Regions from separate parts of the Mus musculus genome. Here regions 1, 3 and 4 are each linked to region 2. The links are chromatin contacts, called in public HiChIP or PLAC-seq maps. All regions are on one chromosome and are shown on one strand. The core of a region is the stretch at or near the end of the contact, and the rest is flanking DNA. Distances in the headings are between cores, read along the strand shown.

What was found. HiChIP or PLAC-seq counts read pairs in DNA pulled down with a chosen protein or histone mark.
Region 1: a contact with region 2 is called in an HNF4G HiChIP or PLAC-seq map of pancreatic cancer cells. The contact joins two enhancer-like sites. A contact is called at or near these places in 2 of 115 datasets of contacts at active chromatin or transcription factors (acute myeloid leukemia and pancreatic cancer cells) and 1 of 9 other capture datasets (embryonic stem cells).
Region 3: a contact with region 2 is called in a CTCF HiChIP or PLAC-seq map of CD8 T cells, with 5 read pairs. The contact joins two enhancer-like sites. A contact is called at or near these places in 1 of 15 datasets of contacts at CTCF or cohesin (CD8 T cells), 2 of 115 datasets of contacts at active chromatin or transcription factors (acute myeloid leukemia and embryonic stem cells) and 1 of 9 other capture datasets (embryonic stem cells).
Region 4: a contact with region 2 is called in an H3K4me3 HiChIP or PLAC-seq map of stem cell-derived neural progenitor cells, with 4 times the contacts expected there. The contact joins the promoter of Ccdc121 here to the enhancer-like site in region 2. A contact is called at or near these places in 9 of 39 promoter capture datasets (the 3T3-L1 cell line, 3T3-L1-derived adipocytes, the SN4741 cell line and 4 more), 6 of 115 datasets of contacts at active chromatin or transcription factors (embryonic stem cells, fibro-adipogenic progenitors, large pre-B cells and 2 more) and 1 of 9 other capture datasets (embryonic stem cells).

What each region holds. Positions count from the first base shown.
Region 1 is chr1:181,423,739-181,426,957 of GRCm38.p6, reverse strand. The region is part of intron 3 of Cnih3 (cornichon family AMPA receptor auxiliary protein 3); the gene reads right to left. Among named protein-coding and RNA genes, the nearest start is that of Cnih3, 73 kb to the right of the region's middle. Within about 2 kb of position 1,882, at least 31 of the 459 cell types and tissues checked have an H3K27ac peak or open chromatin away from gene starts, as enhancers often do. A contact at or near this core is called in pancreatic cancer cells, where this site is marked.
Region 2 is chr1:181,255,172-181,258,354 of GRCm38.p6, reverse strand. No RefSeq gene overlaps it. Among named protein-coding and RNA genes, the nearest start is that of Gm39718, 30 kb to the left of the region's middle. Within about 2 kb of position 1,509, at least 318 of the 459 cell types and tissues checked have an H3K27ac peak or open chromatin away from gene starts, as enhancers often do. A contact at or near this core is called in CD8 T cells, the SN4741 cell line, embryonic stem cells and 4 more, where this site is marked.
Region 3 is chr1:181,445,888-181,449,195 of GRCm38.p6, reverse strand. The region is part of intron 3 of Cnih3 (cornichon family AMPA receptor auxiliary protein 3); the gene reads right to left. Among named protein-coding and RNA genes, the nearest start is that of Ccdc121, 64 kb to the left of the region's middle. Within about 2 kb of position 1,810, at least 63 of the 459 cell types and tissues checked have an H3K27ac peak or open chromatin away from gene starts, as enhancers often do. A contact at or near this core is called in CD8 T cells, where this site is marked.
Region 4 is chr1:181,509,759-181,513,145 of GRCm38.p6, reverse strand. Ccdc121 (coiled-coil domain containing 121) reads left to right here and starts at 1,695. Exons shown (of 1, transcript NM_207280.3): 1 at 1,695-3,387. The coding sequence starts at 1,761. The coding sequence ends at 2,732.

The DNA of each region.
Region 1 (3,219 bases), core at 633-3,132, 170 kb before region 2:
CGATCACTCTGAGTAAGACATGTTGAGGACTGATGTGGAGGACCCCAGAGCCGCACTCAGGTGAGCTGAGGGGAGCACCATGCAGGTGCTCACTCTACGCTGCCTAAACTCTCACTGTGTACAGGGTTGGCCGGCCACAGAATACTACGGTCCTCCAGAGCCAGGGAACAATTCTATTTATAAAATAATGGGGATATTTTTTGCCTTGTGGAAAAAAAAAGTAATTTCCATCTTTCAGGACACGAATTGCTACAGAAATGATTCTAAGCTCAAAAACTGGGTAGGAATAGTGCTCATCAGGGAGGGGCTGAGCAGTTCCATTGCCAGGCCCAGATAGTTACTAAGTGTGAGAGACATGAGGGCCAAGGGCTCTCATGGGTGTTGTTTTGCAAACAAGGCTGCACACGGCAATGACTTGGGGAGCTTTAAAAATTCCTGTACTGGGTCTCCTCCTCAGGAATTCCGACTTTGTTGGTTGGGTTTGAGCATCGCTCAGGATCTTTTACTCTCCCCCGGTGACTCTAATACACTACAAGGTTTGAGCCCCTCTGCACAGCCAGCCTCATAACTCACGTTCCTTAACACACTTGCGGCCCTGGGTGGTTCAACCCGGCTGCTGGCATACTTAACCTTGGCTGGCCGGAGTGCGGGGCCGAATGCGGTGTGTAGATACCAGATCGTCACATCATAAACACCCCTGCCCCTCCCTCAGGCAGAAACACTGACCTGTGAGGTAGGAAGCCCTAAGGTCAGAGGGGTTTCCAAGTCTGCCTGCCTGCCCCTCAGAGCCGGTTGGCAGTATCACCAAACATCACATTCAGGCCTGAGTTTCCAGTTCTGCAAAGAGGTTTGGGAGTGGGAATTAAAAGTCACCCCTGATAGAGTTGTTCTATGGGACAGGGCAGGGAAAGGCTGCTTGCTCCAGAGGAAGCTCTCTACAGTCAACTTTTACTGATTTAAAGAAGAGGCTTGGGAAGGGCAAGGGAGGGAGCAAGAGAGGGAGGACAAGAGGGACGGAGGGAGAGAGGGACGGAGGGAGGGAGGGAGGGAGAGAGAGGGGGAGAGAGAGAGAGAGAGAGAGAGAGAGAGAGAGAGAGAGAGAGAGAGAGAGAGAGAGAGAGAGAGAGAGAGGAAAAGAACTCAGGTCTTGTGTTGGCATAGTTCCCACCCAGGTAGGCCAAGAAACCCCCTGGGAGGCTTTTGAAAACACTGTTGTCTGCACCCAGCCTGGAAAAATTAAGTGGAACTTTCTGGAGTTGAGTCATTTGGAGCCCCAGGTTTTAAACCTCTAGGGGTGTCCAGTGTGCCCTGGGGCTGAGAAATGCTGGCCTGTAAGGATACATTCCTGACTGCTGAGCTGTGCACCTTCCTAGGGAGAGGAAGATGGGCCCTTCGACTAGCCTGCGGGTTGCCCAAGGCCACTGAGTCACAGCTAGACAAACAGATGCCCTCTTTTTGGTGGAGGTGAGGGCAATAAGACAGGGTTTCTTTCTGTAGCCCTGGCTGTCCTGGAACTCATTTTGTAGACCAGGCTGGCTTCAAACTCGCAGAGATCCACACCTGCCTATGCCTTCTGAGTGCTGGGATTAAAGGTGTGAGCCATCATGCCCAGTTAACAGAAACCCTTTCCTACCACTGAGCAGGATACAGAGTGCTTCAACCTTTTGGGGGAAGTACATATTCATATAACCTAGCCTTCCAGCCTCCCTTCTGATAAAGCACACAAAGACATTTATTGTTGGGTTATTAGCAAGGGGCCAGGTAAAAACCTGGTACAGAAGGTTCATAAATACAGATAGGACTAAATAGTGCATAGTGTGGGGTATTGTGTAGACTCGGGTGATCATGATTAAGACAGCAGCTTTTTATCAGCTGAGAACTGGAACAAACTAGTTATGGTCAAGGTCTCCTTGTTCTCAGCAGCTAATAGCATGAGTCCTAGCATATACCAGAAACCGTAGCTAGTCCCAAACCTTGTGATTCAGTGTGCAGTTGTCTTACCCAGGCACAAGTCACGTACCACAGCCATAACTTTCACAGTGCGGGTTACATCAGCAAAACTAGCAGGGATCTGCGTTTCTTCACGTTGTCACAGACAAGACTCACTCTTACAGTAGATCTTGGTAACATCAACGGGTTCTTCTCCATCTCCTCATTAAGTTGAGGACTCTCGCCTTTCAGTCAATGGGAGCACTTAAAGACTTCTCTCTGGTGTATTCAAACTGCTCAGTATGATTATCCTTGTTCTTGGGTCATGATTAAATAATATACCTGTCACACAGCATGGCACTGTGGCATGTGATAGCAGGCCTGACAACTGAGATCCGTCTGCTAAGTGACCCGAGAGAAGGTAGGTGAATACAATGTGGTACCCTGGACAAAGATATGTATGAGTCATACCCTAACTGGGGAGGAGAGGGCAGCGTGAGATCTCATCGCACCACTTGGAACAGTGGGCAGCTTATTACCTATAAATCATTTATCTATGGAATTTTCCATTTAATATTTTTCAACTAATATTAGCACTGGGTAATAAAAACTGCAGAAACTATAACTTCAGACGAGGAGAAACGGCTGCATATAAACCCTTTCCCCTCCCCCCCCCCATTATTAGGGAATTAAACAGAAGAACCCAGCCCTGTGTGTACATCTGTGCTTTTACATATTTGCTGTTTGTGACCACATGGAGGTGTGAATGATAAATATAGACCAAGGGTTTTAGTAATAATTATGTCAGTTTCCACAGTATTCTTCTAACAGCCTCCAATTTTATCCATGAACGATTGTAAGAGACCCCCCAAGGTAAAGTCTCATAGAAGGGGCAGTGGGGAGGGTCTTCCCTGATATCTCCCTCTCTTCCGCACATCTCAGTCCCTGTGTGTGTATTTCTGCCCTAACCTCATGTGGCCTTGGAATCTTTGAAGGTGCTAAAGCAGACAGTACAAGAAATTAATTGAAGAGGGGGTTCCACCTAGACAGCTATGGGGCTAAGAAGAGACTTCTGTAGTCCAGGTGCCTTGGGGCCACTGACCCTCATCCACGCTCTGTAAGTAAGCCTGATAAACTCATCGGCTCCCTAGACCGGGCTTCAGCAGGCTTGTGCTTGGGCTTGTTCCTGGTGCCCCGTTAAGGAGGAGGTAGAGTTGGACCGGGAACTTGTGCACGTTCCTTTCTGTTAACGCTGCACCATCTTTGTCCTGAGAGCAGGGCAGCGCACTC
Region 2 (3,183 bases), core at 260-2,759:
TCCAAGTAGACTTTGAACTCAAACAGTGTGATTCAGCATAGAGGGCTAGTTACTGCTCTATCATAGGAGAGCTCGGAGGAAGACTTACATGGGATGCGAGGGCGACCCCCCAGCTCTAGGAAGGATTGAGTTGGGCTCTCTAGGAAAAGCAGGATGGACTTGGTGGTCCGAGATCTGTTTTGAGAGAGGTTGGGGACAGGATTCCAGGATTGAAGCCTACCAGAGCTGCTGAGAGTTCCAGAAAAGAATGTGAAGTGAAGGGGGAGGGGTGGATAATAGAGCAGGGAGCACAGGACCAGCCTCTCCCACCCAGAGGTCCCAGAAGTGCTGAGGAAGGGAACTTCCAGGGTGCCCAGGGCGAGGTTGGGGATCAATTTCCCTTAGAAAGTGGGGCAGGAACCCAGAATTTCACCCTGTTGGCATTCGAGTAACCGCCTACATTTCTAAAGAACACACCACAGTTTACAAATTACTTGCACAAAAAAAAATGTCCTGTTTCACTATGACAGGCAACCTGTGTTAGGCAACTTAAAAATCCTGCACTGAGCTGAGTTCACCGCGGGCCCAGTGAGGGTGGTTCTGTTACTGTCCCTCCCGTACTGGAAAACAGAGGCCAAGGTCAGTTGTCATGTGGCAACATTGGGGTTGGAGCCCAGATCTAATTCGGGAAGGACTCGCTTAAACCGCAGTCCCCAAACAACCTAAGAAGCAAGCAAGTTACTGTTAGCGCTTTGCAGGTGGAGAGGCTCGAGTGAGTATGGACTCTAGCAGGTTCACTCTGCTCATGGTTAAACCAGGTTTCCAGACGTGAGTAGCACAGAGGATTTGCAGGAGGGCCGCGGGTAGACACACCCGAAGCCCGGGTCTGTCTATCTAAGTTCCACAGCTGCCGTACACACCCGTACAGCCTTGGGGAGAAATATTCCAGATTACCAAACACAGCGCTTGTACAATAATCAGGTTGTGCGAAGACCAGATTAGGGAAGACCCACCCCGTGTAGAGCCCCGAGGCTCGAAACCCTCCGGATGGTACTGGCTAGGGCTGGTGATACCTCCTCACCCAGAACCTGGAATTAAGGGAGGCGGGTTCTGCTCCTCTAGAGCCCAAACCCGAGGAAGGAAATGGAAGGGTGGGATGGTGTCAGACGGAAGGGAAAGCAGAGAAGAGGAAGACCAAAGCCAGCAAGGGGGAAGGGGAGGCTCAATGGTCTACGCCCTGACTGTGCGGCAGATGCATGAGGCCCCAAGACTCTGCCTGGCAAGTGCAGACTGATTGCATAGGATCAAATACCGTGCAAGGTTAGTACACCGTGTCCTAGGTAGAGAGGAGGATTTTAATACAGAATAAAGGCCGCCCTCTTTCCTGCCCTCCTCCCACAGAGGGGGGGGAGGGGGGTGACTGGCCCTGGCAGGTCGCCTGTCCCCGCCCCGCGCCCTCCCCAGAGCCTCCTGCCCGCTGAGGTCGCCGCCCAGCAAAGCCTGGGCACTCCTCCCTTGCTTGCCGCAGGTCTCGGCCCATCACCCGAGCCTGGTCCCACCCGCCAAACCACATACTTTCACCTCCGTCTCACCCTTCCCTCCACCCTTCCCGTCTTCCTGGCCCAGTCCTCGCCACTCAGATGATTTTTAAGTCTGCCGCTTCCTTTCAATGGCTAGAGAAAGGATGGAAGGCTTGTGTTTGGCAGTGTTTAAATTACTCCAGAAAACACCCAGTGGCAAAGACAATAAAAGGGTACAGTTTCTTCGGCTGCTTCCGCAGGGCAGGGGGAGGGGTGGCCCGCTAACCTCCACCCACCTGCCGCCCGCCCGCCAGCTGTCTTCTGGGTGGACAGCACGGGGTCTCACCCCTGTCCCCTCCCCCCACCTCCTCTTTGGCAGGCTGGCAGCCTAGGCCAGCTGGATGGCTTGTCTCTACTCTGAGCTAGAAGGCTTCTGAAGTTAGCTGAGGCTCACAACTCTCATGCGCCTGCTGGGCGATCAAGACTTTTTACAAGGAGGGTGGCGCTATTGCCTCCTATCCGTGTCCATCAGAAACCCCTTCCTGACCAGCTTCGTTCCCACAAGCAACTGCGGCTGCTATCTCATGCCACCCGCGTATTCCAGCAGAGTTTGAGGAAGACCCTAATTTCCATTTCTTCCAGCAAATATGATTGCTTGACTCCAACTTCTGAGGTCCTGGGGAAGACAAGAGCCTGTGTCTGGGCTCATCTTAGCAGTTAGCTTGGAATCTGCTCACAACGGGTCACCCCCGGGGAAGTAAGTCCCTTGCTCACAACCTCGATGGCAACCATCCAGAACGAGAGAGAACTCTGCACACCTCAGCTCACCCTGCCTGTCCCCAGGAAGACTCACACTTGCCCATGCTCCTACCCGACCTCCTTCCAATCCTTTGTCTAAGGAACCTCCTGTAGCAGGACTGTCCTAGAAAGCATCCAGCTAAGAAAGACTTCTGCATTAAAGCATTACTTGCTACAGTAGAGCTACGTTCAAGCTTCTAAGTGACTGTCTGCTAATGATGTGACCTTGGGCAAGTCACTTAATCATGCTAAGATCCATGTTAGTCACCTGTCGATTTATCATCGATGCCAGAGTGCAGCCTGCTGCCCATATGAAAGGGGAGTGAACACAGCTTCCTCACCCCCATCTCTATTACAGATGGAGCCCAGCGCATCACAGGTGCTACTGAGCGCCCCTGACAGCTGGCCCGAGACACACCTCCACGCTGCTGCCTGAAGCAGCTCGAACTCCTCAGCTGCCTCTCAAGTGAAGTGGGAGTGGATTTCACTGCAGAGAGAGATTTTAGGGCGAGCCAATAAGACACACAGTTGGGGTTTATTAAGAAGGCATGCCAGCTTGAAGAAAAAGAGGGGCTCGGGTCAGATAATGCACACAGATCCACAGGTGTGTGGGCCTCTCAAGGGGGAGTGTCCCTGCCGTGTCTTAGTGACAACCACACATATAATGTTGGTAGCTCTCAAGCTACATCTCACAGCATCAATAAGAAGACCCCCCCCCCTTTTTTTTTTTTTTTTTTTTTTTTTTTTTTGATAATCGAGGTTAAGGTGTGGCTTCAAAAGCACCTGGATAGGATTGCTAGCTGAGAAAGAAGATAAAACCATGCATGAGCCAAGGGGGGTGTGCAAGGGGTTAAGGCCTGTCCCTTACTATAAATGGTGCTTCTGG
Region 3 (3,308 bases), core at 561-3,060, 190 kb before region 2:
ATCCTCCCCAGCAACCCTCAGCCCATACCTGATTCCTTTTTATAAATTTACATTAAAAAATACTTAAGTTTTAAGTCACTGACTGTAGACCAAAAAGAAAAAAAAACCAACATTTGTGTGTATGTATGTGTGTGTGTGTACACACGTGAACATGTATGTAAATGCATGTGTGCCTGCATACATGTTTGAAGGTCAGAAGACAATTTGTGGGAAACAATTCTCTCCTTCTACTATGTGGGTCCCAAGGCTAGAACTCTGGCTATCAAACTTAAGAGCACTGAGCTATCTCACCTACCCTACATAGCAAGCTTTCTGACCTGCTCATAGAGGCCACCCCCACAGCCTACATGTGACCAAATGTACTGTTCTGACCAACCACATACGTCTGTAGCATGGCTAGATTGCCCGTGAGATAGAGTCTGTAGTCATAGCCCTAGACTTCCATGGGTGGGAGCAACTGCTTCAGACCAACTCGCTTTGGTATAGAACATGACACTAGCTTTCTTTCACTGTAAGCAAATGAGCTAGCTACCTGACCAGTAGGCCCCTGCAGAAGATAAGGACATATTCACAGATTTTAAATAAATACATATACAGGCATACATGTGAGAGATGCATTTTGTAACTAGGGGTTGTGTTTGTTCTCGGCATCTGGTGAAGGACAAGCTGCCTTAACCTTAAGTTAACTCAGGCTCAGCATGGACTCAGAGCACAAGAGGCAACCCTCCGGGGTCATGACTTCAGTGGATAAACCAGGCACTGCACCTATGAATCTCAACCATGTAGTAAGAGAGGCCATGTGCTGTCATTCCTCCTTTGAGAACCTCAAAGCTGTGCTTGCCGGCTTCATCTGTACCCTGGCTACCTACCATGCCTAGAGCAAGCCCACGTTCTCAGAGCTAGCACGCCAGCCCTACTCCACCATGCACATCCAAGCACTTATGCCAAGTACTTAACATGCTCAGAGACAGCGACGACAGGCCTGAATCATCTAGTACAGCTCCATCCCCGTCTCCAGTGCCAACGCCAAACCTCTGAATGATGACAGTTCAGAATTCATGCCCTCTATCCATCACACTGCTCCTTGTTCTCTGGGACTTGGTGGATAATGGAAGCTGTGACTGACAGGGAGGATCTATTACCATCCCCTGTGTGAAGGAAAACACTTAACAGAGGCCAGCTCGACTTTTAGGGATGAGGGGGAAACCCTCCTGCTGTTCTGTGTGGGTCTTCCCACTGCCTCTCAGTATCTAAAATCCTGAGCAGACTTGTTCCTAACCCCAGGAGACTTCAAGTGGCTGCAATGCCCCTGTGCCCCTCCTCTTGCTCCAGGCATCCCATGTTACTCACAGTGATGTGGACAATGTAGGGACCTTATTCCTCTCAGACCAAATGGAGCTTAGCCAGGCTACCCGCGCTGGCCCGTACCATGCCTCACCCTAGACCATCTGTGCCTTTCCACTACTTGGCCTTTGCAACATAAGACATCCCCGATCCCAGCAGCTGGGAGGGGCCCCAGGGGCCATGAGTGGAAACTATATGAGAAGCCTGGAACACTTAACAGCCAATAAGAAATGCCCCCAAAGTCCTATTTTGTTTCCTCTGACATCACAAAGAACAGTTATAACAACGGGTATACTTCATCATCCTGACACCACCAGTGAGGACAGAGGGCTCTCTCCCACCCCTACCCCCCCACCCCGGCAGCCTTCGATGGGCAGAGTGAGAGCAAGTCATAAACGTTTGTTGTTCTGAGCGACTGAGAGTCACATGTTCCTTCTTGCTATGACACACTTTGGCCCATCTTGTCTGATGTAGTCAGAGCCTCGGAATGAGAAATCAATGAGAAAAGCAAGGCTGTGTTCTTCTCCCCTCTCTATCCTCCTGAGCATCCTTCCGGACCTTGGTTTAATAAGCCACCGAGGCTAGTGTGACATGCTCCTGATGCTGAGTACCAGGTGGAAGGCCACCAAGCATGCATCAGGCTTATTCTGGTGGGTAGTCAGCTGGGTTGCTCCCAGCTCAGACCGAATAAGTGCTATAGAAATATGCCCCACGCTTGAACCTACCAGAGGAAGTATAGAAAGGTAGATTGAAACTCTGAGCATGCCCATGGCTAGTTCCATCCCTTATCACCGGCAGACACTGTTTCCTCTGGCCGAGCTGTTGAATGGTACCGATACCCGTGATTCACTGAATGAGTTATAAATAGACACCACTTCATGTAGACCACAGTCTGAGACCCCATATCCTGCTTTCTGTAGTTATAAATAGTAAGAATGATCTCACTATAGACATTGTGGGGTTCTGAAAAGGTGACAGTTAAAGTCAGGCTAGCCTACACATACATGCCTGTGATCCTGGGCTAAGGGGACAGGCTACATGGTGAGAACTGGTCCCAAAAAAAACAAAACCTAACAAGCAATGCCTGCCAACTTGAGAATAGCCGAAGGGTTTGTCATGAAGCCAGAACCACTGTTAAGGAAGAATAAATCTAAATATGCATGGAAAAGTTGGCATGCCATGAGACTAGCAAAATCAGAGGGGGTGAGGAGACTGCTCGGTGATTATAGCACTTGCTGCACACACACACACACACACACACACACACACACACACAAGGACTAGAGCTTGGATCCCCAGAAACCCACATAAATATCAGGTAAGCATGGTTGTCCCACCTGTAATTGGGAGGAGACAGGATCTTCAGAGCAAGCTAGCCTACAAGACCAGCTATAAAGGGCAAGCTCTAGATTTGATTGAAAGACCCTGCTTCGTGGCTGACTAAGAAGAGTGACCAAGGGAAGATCTCTGCCATCAACCTCTGCTCTCTACATACCCATACATACACATGGGCATGTGTGCACACACATTTGCTCATACACGTGTATATACACATACATATATACACTTACACCTCTATCATGCACACATTAAACACACCCACACTACACACACACACAAAGATAGAAAAAGAAAACCAACAACAATAAAACAAAGAACTCACTATTTTGTGTAGCCCTTTCACAAGCCACCAAATGGGCCACTTATTTAAGAGTGTATAGGGCAGGCCTGATGCCAGGTAGGACTGGGGTACCTGCCAAGCTCATTACACTTCTGACTTACTGCCCAGATTCTAGTAGTCAGTTTCTGTTTGCTGGCAAATATTCCCATCTGGATATTCCTGAGTCCTCACTCCACTCCCACCCCTCCTCCCAGTCCCTGCAGACCTCTCCCGAGCCTCTAGTTTGTCCTAAGAGCACCTCTGCTTCCTCTCTCTCATCAGCCAGCCTGGAAACAAGACAAAT
Region 4 (3,387 bases), core at 446-2,945, 250 kb before region 2:
TTTGCAGTTTTCTTTTAATCCTTGTGATTGCCTCGGCATGAAGGACTTCCCATAGTTTTCTCTCTAAACTTAAGTTGAAGGCTTTTAAAGTCATCTGCCTCGATGCTCTGGGTGGCCCCATGGTTGTGTACCGTCCCTCGTGGCCTGGGAGACAGCCTACGCTCCTGCACCTTGCCCCGCCCATCCTGGATCATTATTGCGCTACCTTGTCTGCAGCTGTCTCCAGCTAATCACCAGTGTGTGAGTCTGGCGGCCAGAGAACTCGATTGTACTGTCATGCTGAGGCTCTTTTGGTTTATTTGGGCTTTTTTTCGCAGCTGGCATCTGCGAAAGCCCATCTCCAACAGATGAGTTAGCACAATTATACCAGTTATGGGCACTCGTCTGTGTCTCACATCCTGAATCTCCAGGAAATCAAGGCAGAGCCTATAGAAGCAGAGCTATTACCCAACATGGGCATTGTGTCTTCTTATATTTAGATTTCATGGGGACAGTGATTATAGAAGCCCCGTGGTTTCATATCTTCAAGGCATCCGGCACAGGCTGAGTTCCAGCTTGGGGCCATGGGGTGAGGGGAGCTGTGGTGTGAGGGGATATGACCGCTGTGTTTGTCAAACTCTGATGGCAAGAATCATTGCATTAACCCCAGATCCCTCTTTCCTCTCCAAAACACCCAAATCAGAATCTCAAGGGAGCAGTCTGGGAAACCATCACTGGAAGAATCCTTGGGCAGTTAGGGAATCACTCTCTGGGAGAGTATAACAGTCTTGCCAAGGGAGCCAAAGGGGTCGGGGGTCAGGGGTCAGGGGTCAGGGGGCCCGACAGATCCAACTACCTATAGTCCTGGACGAAGATGTTACTTCTTAGAGCTTCCACATCCTTTCATGAACTCTAAGAGATCTTATCTGTATTCAAGGATTGAGACACTGAACAGCATACAGAAGACTCTGCAGTCGCCCTTAACTTTGGCCCCACTAGGAACTGGGTCTGCAGAAAGAGCCCCCGACACCCTGATGTAGACTATACACACCAAGAGAAGGCAGAAGACATGGACATTCCATGCACAGTCGATTGCCAGAGGCTGGGTAGGCCTTTTAGCCACCTTAGCATCTGAAGGACCCCCACTTAGGCTCAGAGCTTTCTGAGGATTGGACAGAGGGTTTCTTTGTGAGTGGGGAGAAGGCAATTAGCGGGTAGTCCTTAAAACTGCAGTCATATATCCACAGAAACCAATTCTCTGGACTCTTACCCCTGGTTCAGAAATCTTGAGTGATGATTGTCCTAAATCACCTTAGATGTTCTATATGGACTTTACTGGTGCTGGGTCATCGGTGCTCATACAGGCCTGGCCTAAAACCCCTCTCAGCTTCAGCCACCTCATGCACTGCGTGGTGAGGCCCGGACTTGGAATCCAGGCTGAGTATGTTGACAAACTCTAAAAGTCAAGCAGGTCTGTTTTCTCTACCCTCCTCGTTATGAAGGGAGGACATATGCTGTTCTGACACCTGTCTGGACTTCCTGGCACTGGTTTGGACAACAAACAGTGTGACTGTTTAACAAAAAGGAAAGAGAGTCAGAAAAGCCCTGGACAGCCTCTGACCTGCTCTGACTTCCTGGCAGGCTGAGTGTCGCTTGGTCGCCTTGACCACCAGAGGGAGAAACCTTGGGAACATTTGCTCAGGACTCTGTGCCCTGAAACAACAAACCACCATCCCATGCTCTCTTGCAGTCACTCTCCTTGACCTGGGGATTCAAGGAGTATGCTTGCCCAGAGCCCTGGAGATGCACCCCCGCCAACACCACACCTTACTATTCTAAATACATATCTCAAGCCAAAGTTGCTAACGAGCTTGGAGAAACGGGTAAAAAGGAAGACAGTGGTGGCGATGAAGGAGCTGAGCCAGCAAATCCAAGAAACCAAATGCCGGCGGGAAAGGCTGCTGAAGGACAGCAGGCAGCTACTAGAGGAAAAATACCGTGTGCAGGCTGAAAACCAGCTTTTCATGGAATACCTGCGTAAAAATAAGGAACAGTGTGAGAAGAAACAGGAGGAGCTGTGGAAGCAGTACGTCCAAGAATGTGGCGAGATAGAACGCGAGAGACAAGAATTGGCATCCAGATACAACCAGAGAAACGCAGCTCTTCAAGCCCAGCTCCTGCAGGGCAGAAAGACCCAGAAGGATTTGAAGCAGCAGTTGCAGGCACTGAAGCCAGTTTACAAGATAAAGGAGGGCCAGGACGTGAAAATACAGACCTTGGAGAAGGAGCAAGAGAAAGTCCGAAGTGAGACTGCGACCAAGGACCGGGAGGCGCACTTCCAGTTCCTGCGGGAAAAGGCACTGATGGAGAAGGAGCTGCAAGAGTGGCATCTGATGGAGCTGGGGCAGATCAACACCACGGGGCTTACGAGGAAGTACAAGGCCTTGGCGCTAGCAGCCAAGCAGGCTCATTCTGAGTTCTGTGGCAGTCTCCACAGGGAGAACCAGCAGCTACGCAAGGAGCTTCAGCAACTGAGCCAGGAGTACGGCAGGTTGGATGCTGTGAGGAGCCAGCTGGAAAAGCACCGGCAGCTGGCGAAGGAGCAGCAGTGGTACCTAGAAGCCTTGACCAGAGGGCGGCAGCGGCTGCAGGCAGAACGCGAGCGCCATCATCGTGGTCATAACCCACGCCTCAAGGAACAGAGAGCTTCAAAGACCATGCTGAGCACCAAATCAAAAGCAAGTTCAAAGTAACAGCTACTGCAACTGAATTGAGGCGCAGGGAATAATCTACAAGCCAAAAAGTATCCTTCGTGGAAAATAGAAACACACTTTCAGGAAGGGCAGTTGTTGCAGCATGGGGTCGTGCTCCTTGTCTGGGACCCACATCCTCACTGTCTGTGTCCCTGGGGCTGTTGTAGATTCCGGAGATTTAGAACACTTGGAAAACTTTTTAACGGGTTATACCACCCATTTTTATAGTAGCATTTGAAATTCTCAGAGTACCTAGTTAAGACATGTATTTTACCACACTTTTTTTTTCTTAATGTGTACTCTGCAGTCCACAAAGTATAGTGTATAGCTTACATGTTCTATGTATTTTGGGCCATTTGAAGCAAATAAGAATCTTATTTTAAATTGTAGGGGTTTGTTGGTTTAGAAGGGTTTCAGGTTTGCATTTGTGATGAACTGTTTTTGTTGAACTGTGGGCTCTGGTCTGGAAGAATAGCCTTGTTTTTGGGTCATGCCCCTGCATGGGGAAAAACATAGCCAGCTTCATGTTTCTCAGAAATTTTTGGCAATGAAAACTTCAAGGTAACTGTTTAGCTTTATTTATGTGTAAAACAGTTAAAAAAAAACAACAGGATTAAAGGGTAACTTAGCTTGTCAATGTGCCTTATCATCTACT